2 separate regions of the Gadus morhua genome follow, and region 2 is linked to region 1. Evidence: chromatin contacts called from public Hi-C data. All regions are on one chromosome and are shown on one strand. Each heading gives the region's core, a stretch centred on a gene start, on an enhancer-like site or on the middle of the called end of the contact. The rest is flanking DNA. Distances are from core to core; before and after follow the strand shown.

Region 1 (3,665 bases), core at 826-3,325:
TTGGTTCACTGGAGAAGGCGGAGGTCTAGGCCGGTGCCTAGACCTCTTTAGAATAATTTGTAATATTCATTCATAAAAAATATATTTTTTATGAATGAAGACTAGTTCAAGTCGAGTGTAGACTACAAACGCGCTTAACTATGGTCAGGGATGTTCGTTACTGTCTAGACACTGGCCAATAAATAGTGAACTGCATCACAGCCTCGCCGAAGCGCCGACAGTGTTTAATGCAAAAAATGGTCTCAGCATGATTCATGTCTACAGTAGGCTATGTCTTCTGCCATTGATCAATACGAGGACATGGTTGAATTAAAATCAGAGGGAGACAGACACCAAGTGCAGCTCGAAAGCGACCTCCCACACAAGAGCAGGGGAATCATTTGATTTTATTATATGCCTTGTGACGTGGAGTTTGATCGGTACATTTCGGCTGCGCATGTATTTTTGGAATTTTAAATTGCTGCAATAAATTATGTTGTTGTTGACTAACATGTCTATCTTTGCTAGGCCCTATTTGAATCTAACAGTAGTCTATGAGTAATAAGGTGGCGGTAACCACTGTTTTTGGTTGCGAAATTATTCAAGCTGGGCATTCTGTGGATTACCTATTGGATGCGTTATATTAAAAAGCATCCAATACACGGAATGTCCGCTGGTGACGCCACTGAGGCTATAGTAGGCTAACGATGCACTTAGCATCCTACGAGTACCCCTGGAGTCCTCGTCGTTAGCTACGAGCGTTTTCACGACGGTCGTTACCAACGATGCTTTCGGGAAATGGTGTGAAAACTGTACGATGCTCGTACGACGCACTTCACGATCCACTTAGGCTAACGATGCTTTCGGGAAACTGGGCCCAGGTGACTGTCTGTTGTTTGTGTTGTACTGGTGTGTGTTGTTTGTGTTGGTGTGTGTTGTATTGGTGTTTCTAGTCTGTGTTGTATTCGTGTGTGTCGTTTGTGTTGGTGTGTGTGGTATTGTTGTGTGTTGTAAATGAATAGTGTGTGTTTGTTTAGTATTGGTGTGTGTTGGTGTGTGTTGTGTTGTATTGGTGACATTTGGTGTGTCTAGTCTGTGTTGCATTAGTGTGTTGTATTGGTGTGTCTCCATCAACATCCCCCCCTCACCTGAATATCTCCATGGAAGAACACCACATGGTCGTTACTGCTCCGGTCCAGCTCTGCGGTGGACCCACGGCAGCGGTACCACTCGGAAGGACGGAGCACCAGCAGGTCGTTCACCCGGCTTGGGTCGCAACCGGGTACCGCGACCAGGAGCTGGGGCCGCTCTGGGCATCCAGAGCCGAGATCCGGGACTCCTTGTGGACTCAGACCCAAGGCTCCGGAGCCGAGACCCGGGACTCCGGAGCCGAGACCCGGGGCTCCGGAGCCGAGACCCGGGGCTCCGGAGCCGAGACCCGGGGCTTCTGGTTGACCCATCCCCGCTGGGTCGCAGGATGACTGCGCCACCCTGGTGCTCATCGCTGTTCGCTTCTCCTATATCTGATCGGCTCCCCGGTGATCTGCTGCTTGTGTGTGCTTTGTGGAGAGCATCACAGCATTTCAGCATCAATGACATCCGTATCATCACCTAGGCTGAGGTCCAGGTAGCTTTGCAGTGGAAATACACTTCTTCTTTATTTGTTTTTTTATTTGGGGTTGGTATACCGCCACCCACTGGATCGGAGTGTGAATCAGTCACCATTTATAGTTGGATCCCCTAAATTAAGGTGTTCTATTTATTAAAGGGGATTATTTGTTGAGGCTTTTCCCCATTGACCCTCCTGTTGCTTTGAACCGATATACATTACTCTTGCCTCCAGATTATTTGAATACATAATTTGATGTGAGCTCTGGCTTCATTTTTTACTCAATCATCTTTGAATAACTCTACTACACACACACGACACTGACTGCCCTGTTCAGAGCATTAAGTAAAAAAAATAATATGAATAACATTGTGGAGGTGATGGTTTATCAATGTGTCTCCACAGAGAGGCGCTGTTTGTTAGACATAAACTTAGTAGGACGGATGACGTCACTGCAGGGTCACGTGTCTACGATGCCAGATCCGGCAGTGACGTCATCCAACGGCCGTCCTAAGAAGTTTATTAGGTTTATTAGACTGCGTTGATTAAGTTGATTACGTTTATTTTACTGGGTTTATTACGTTTATTTCACTGAAGGGAAACAAAATTATTCTAAAAAACAGCGCCTCTGTTTATTAACAACGAGGCGCTGTTTGAATATACTTCATAGGACGGCTGACAGATGACGTCACGGTGGGATCACCTGTCCCCGACGCGTTGACGTGTTCCTTTGACATGAAACTGGCTGTCAGTCACTTATTTCTGATCTGCACCGCAGGGTAATGTAACAAATCCGCCCTCGAGCCTACAACTCTGTGTTGCACGTGTGTTGTTGGTTTCTGTGATTTGTAACTCACCGTCACCAGTGGCCATGTGACCGACCTGTACTGCCTGCTGTTGGCCATGTGTCTGCAGCTTACTGGTGACACCAAGTTGTGTTTACACATTGTTTTTGTCATGCCAACGGAATAATTGTTGCACGTAAATATCTAGCCTACAACTTTCTTAATGTATTTCCCTTTTAATGTTATAACTAGGCCTACTTCCAGTTCTAGTCACTTGACAAACATGACACCAGTAACTCAACTGTGTGTGTGTGTGTGTGTGTGTGTGTGTGTGTGTGTGTGTGTGTGTGTGTGTGTGTGTGTGTGTGTGTGTGTGTGTGTGTGTGTGTGTGTGTGTGTGTGTGTGGTTTGAGTTATGCAAGGGGTGTTGTGCAAGAGACTACTGTTTATCACAACGTGCCACAACACACTACAGAACACAACAGATTCCTTCTTAACATTAAACAAACAGAGACCTAACAACACTGGACCGGACTCAGAATGCAGGAAAAGCTAGCATTCCTAGACTTAACTGTCAGAGCCAGACTGCAGGTGCTACCTACCAAATACAATCTGCCATTGTACCTTGCCATCATCCACACAGTATAATGCACTCAGACTTTGGCCATCAACATTAATCAGTTACCCATATTTTAAATGGCTGTAATATGTATAAAGGACTTTATATTGCACGCCATGACTGAATTGTCAATCCTATTGCTAGCACTCTTAAGGAAGTATTTCCAGAAAATCTGATCATGTACTAACATTCACGTATTATTCCAGATTGGTTTAGCAGCTCTATTGATGTGTTTTTTAACATCCCTAACACCCCTGATGTTATGTTTTTAAACAGCGACAAGAGGGAAGTGCTGCTACTTGAAATAGGCTGTTTGTATGATCTCTACATGGAAATAGCATGTATGGGCTGGTACAAAATTATGAAGTACCTTTTTTGTACCCTTGAACAAAGCACTATCTCATCTCTGAAAATATTTGAATCCTGTCAGTTATAATGTGATTGGTGGAATCAGATAAATAATTAAAATGTTTGTGTGTCTCGTTTGAGTTATGCAAGGGGTGTTGTTGGTTTTTTGTATTGGTGTGTGTTGTTTGTGTTGTATTGGCGTTTGTGTTGTATTGGTGTGTGTTGGTTGCGTTGTATTTGTGTGGGTTGTTTGTGTTGTATTAGTGTGTGTTGGTTGCGGTGTATTGCTTTGTGTTGTATTCTTGGTGTGTTGTTTGTGTTGTAT
Region 2 (3,665 bases), core at 561-3,060, 140 kb after region 1:
CAAGTGCCAAGCACTAACAATTGCTAGGTTAACCCTTTCCCCGTACACAACCAAGATAGCTAGGATTAGACGCTACACAATGCTAATTACTATTTTTAAGCGCACGAGTGTGATAAAGACTCCCATGATCATACAATCAATGATTTTGTATCTGATTATTTTGCTGAGGCTTGCAATAAGTGCCTTGGATTCCTAAATTGACAATTAACATGTGATTTGCACCAGGGGGATCTGCAACTTTTGGTAATGGGAGTGTGTGTTTGGGAGTGTGTGTTTGGGGGGGTGTGTTTGGGGGTGTGTTGGGCCTTACTGAGGTCAGCTCGGAGGAGGCCACCCAAATGACATCCACCAACAGGAGGATGGCCACTCCAAGGGCCATGCGTCTTCGCTGGGCTGCCGAGGCGCTCTGAGAGCCCATCCGGTTCATGATGAACACCCACACCATCTGGACCCTGCTACACACACACACACACACACACACACACACACACACACACACACACACACACACACACACACACACACACACACACACACACACACACACACACACACACACACACACACACGAAATGCATGCTCATATTAACAGGCTGGCAACTCTCAGGCACATAATAGCTTCATGTCTGATTGTCTGTGCTTTGGGCTATTTTTTGGGCTACTAATGTTAGTGAGTATTGAGTAAACAAAGCAACAATAGGACAAATATAAAGTTCAATAAACTGTTTTATTAATAGAAAGTGAACATTTATATTCTAATCTAGACCATTTATAACAGCATCACACGTATAGTTATAGTGCAATGTCAAAGAAAACTAATCAAATTAATATCAAGGTATGCTTTTTTACCATTGTCTGCTTATGTATAAAGCATGCATCTATCCAACCCCACCATGGCCTGGTACCAGTTTGAAGGAAGGTTTATGTTCTCAAAGTCATGTTTAATTCAGCAACATGGAAAAGTATGTTTAAGTAGTACAATACCCAAGTCTGATAGAGGAGCATGATCCTTATTATTACGATCATGATATTATTATGACAGTACCTGTCAACCAGTTAGAGAGGATACTTTTTGGGGATATCTGTCAGGCCTCACAGAGGACCACAGAAGGATACAAGAGAACATATTCGGTCATCAATCCCTCCCCTCATCTGGCTGCATGCTGACATGTAAACCAGAAGCCTACAGTAGTCTGCTGGTTTCTGCAATGATTGTGTGTTGCAAAAACGCACACATGAAAGTGGTTCTACATGATAATGTTAAAAGATATGTCTACCATGTGAAAATTACTTCTGGTCATTTTTGTAACTGAAAATGTATGCATATATGGTAAAGAGTCACCTGTAATGACATAGTGATGGTAAAACAGCACCAATAAAGTGACCTGTTGTCATGTTTAATTCAAGCAGAGGCTAACACAGACACACACACTGTATAGTTATGTCACTGCCTGTCTGATTCAACTGTGATGCTGAAAGTACGTTGTGATAATAAAATTTGGACAAGGAAACGCACTAAACTAAATGCATGTAGCCAACCAGCTCAAAACAATGTTTAAACAGCATAACGCTGCGAGTGTTTCTACTGGACGATAGCTACATGCTAATGGCCAACATCGATCCGTGATCAAGTAGACATTTACCTGAGCATCTGTAGATAGATCCTATCGTATGCTTTGTTTTCTATCTTCTGGATTTATTTACCCATTGATTAATCTAGCCGCAATTATTAAGACGGAATTGTCGCCCCTCGACTGATAGTAAACATTAGCACATCAATCAGGTGACATCACTTAACTGAAACAAGGCATTCCGGGATATGTAGTTATCAGGTGACTACACTTAGCTGAAGAACGGCATTCTGGGATATGTAGTTATCTTCGAACAAGAGAGGGACACTCTTTCAAGATATGAATACAGTTAATTCATGCAAACTCAGCTTTCCTTTAAATACGATAAAAAGTATTAAGTATCGAACCTGAACACTCAAGTTGGACGGGAAATGTGGGTGTTAGGACTTTGGGACATGAGGACTGTATCTTAAAAATGTAATAGAAACTTAAGTTAATTAAAATATATATATAGGCCTATATTAAAAGCAATATACGTGCATGTATGCATATGCACATCAATCAATTCAATTTAGTAAATAAACAAATAGAAAATTGTCCATGTCTGGTCGGTTGAAGTAATGTGATAAAAAACATTTATTTAAAAATTAGTGAAATACCAAACCAACCAATGCACACACTTTTCCACTAGAAGGCGGTATCACCAAAGATTGCTTTAACACTAGAAGTTAGTCACCAATACCCTAAAGCCAAGACATGCAGGGGCAGATGAGGGCAGTAATGTTATGTTATTGTTGGATTTGTTAATGACAAATGCCTTTAGTCTATGAGGCTATACATCTAGAGACTGAAGCCTTTAGTTCATGAGGTTTTACATCTAGAGACTGTACCATCTACAGACTGTAGCTTTCAATCCATGAGGCTGTACATCTACAGACTGAAGCCTTTAGTCCATGAAGCTGTTCCATCTAGAGCCTGAAGCCTTTAGTCCATGAGGCTGTACATCTAGAGCCTGAAGCCTTTAGTCCATGAGGCGGTACATCTAGAGCCTGAAGCCTTTAGTCCATGAGGCTGTACATCTAGAGCCTGAAGCCTTTAGTCCATGAGGTGGTACATCTAGAGCCTGAAGCCTTTAGTCCATGAGGCGGTACATCTAGAGCCTGCAATGTTCTTCTTGGAAAGAGGGGTCGAATCCAAAGGAATAGCTTTAAAGAGACTTTATTTGTATAAAGTATTTTCGGTATGGTAAACTGATGCTCTGAAGTAAAGAGAGATTGGAGATGTGCCTTAGCACGTGCGAGAGTGTTCTCCTAGCTGATCCTAACCACAAACCCACGTATGGTAATCGCTGCCGGGAGAGTTCTAAGGTTTTCATGGCCAGGTGGACTTCTTTATGTACTCAGCGAGGACCGGAAGACTTGGAGAGGAACCGGTGTGACGTAATCCTCGGTTTTCCTCGCCTGGTCTGCGATGCTGCCCTCTGTGGCTAAAGTATCTATTGCAGCCTTCAGTAATGTCCTGCTTTCCCTTGTGGCTATGTGTAGTATTTACGGCTTATATATTAGGTCCTACCCCCTATTGGTTAAGTGAGGGAAATACAGCTTGTGTTCCTAAAATACGTAACAAGCCTGAAGCCTTTAGTCCATGAGGCGGTACATCTAGAGCCTGAAGCCTTTAGTCCATGAGGCTGTACATCTAGAGACGCGTTTAGTTCAGGGTGGGCGTGTCAACAAAATGTGATACCAGTCCAGTAATTGCACGTGGCCGTTAAGTGGTCCACGCCAACCATGATGGGAAGGGGAGCGCTGGTCTGGCAACCTCATCCTAAGCATGAGTCTAACTCGTTTTGGTCTTTCCTTATCTTTTGCCAAAAAGCCTTTCAACTAAACAAATGGGGTCAGACGAGTATTTGACTGCCAATGCTGCAGAGACTGTAAGGAGACGCCCTGTAAGGAAACAGCCTGTAAGAGACAGCCTGTAGGACACAGCCTATAAGGAAACAGCCTGTAAGAGACAGGAGACAGCCTGTAAGGAAACAGCCTGTAAGAGACAGGAGACAGCCTGTAGGAGACAGCCTGTAAGGAAACAGCCTGT

Evidence for each region. Hi-C and Micro-C count contacts between places; a contact is called where the count stands out from the background.
Region 2: a contact with region 1 is called in a Hi-C map of spleen, with 4 times the contacts expected there. The contact joins the promoter of LOC115529602 here to the promoter of ftcdnl1 in region 1. A contact is called at or near these places in 2 of 6 Hi-C or Micro-C datasets (gill and spleen).

Annotation. Positions count from the first base shown.
Region 1 is chr17:18,914,008-18,917,672 of gadMor3.0, forward strand. ftcdnl1 (formiminotransferase cyclodeaminase N-terminal like 1) reads left to right here and starts at 2,076. Exons shown (of 6, transcript XM_030338603.1): 1 at 2,076-2,367. c17h2orf69 (chromosome 17 C2orf69 homolog) reads right to left here and starts at 1,872. Exons shown (of 3, transcript XM_030338602.1): 1 at 1,128-1,872. The coding sequence starts at 1,481.
Region 2 is chr17:19,057,002-19,060,666 of gadMor3.0, forward strand. LOC115529602 (solute carrier family 35 member F5) reads right to left here and starts at 1,811. Exons shown (of 15, transcript XM_030338432.1): 1 at 1,644-1,811; 2 at 311-452. The coding sequence starts at 1,651.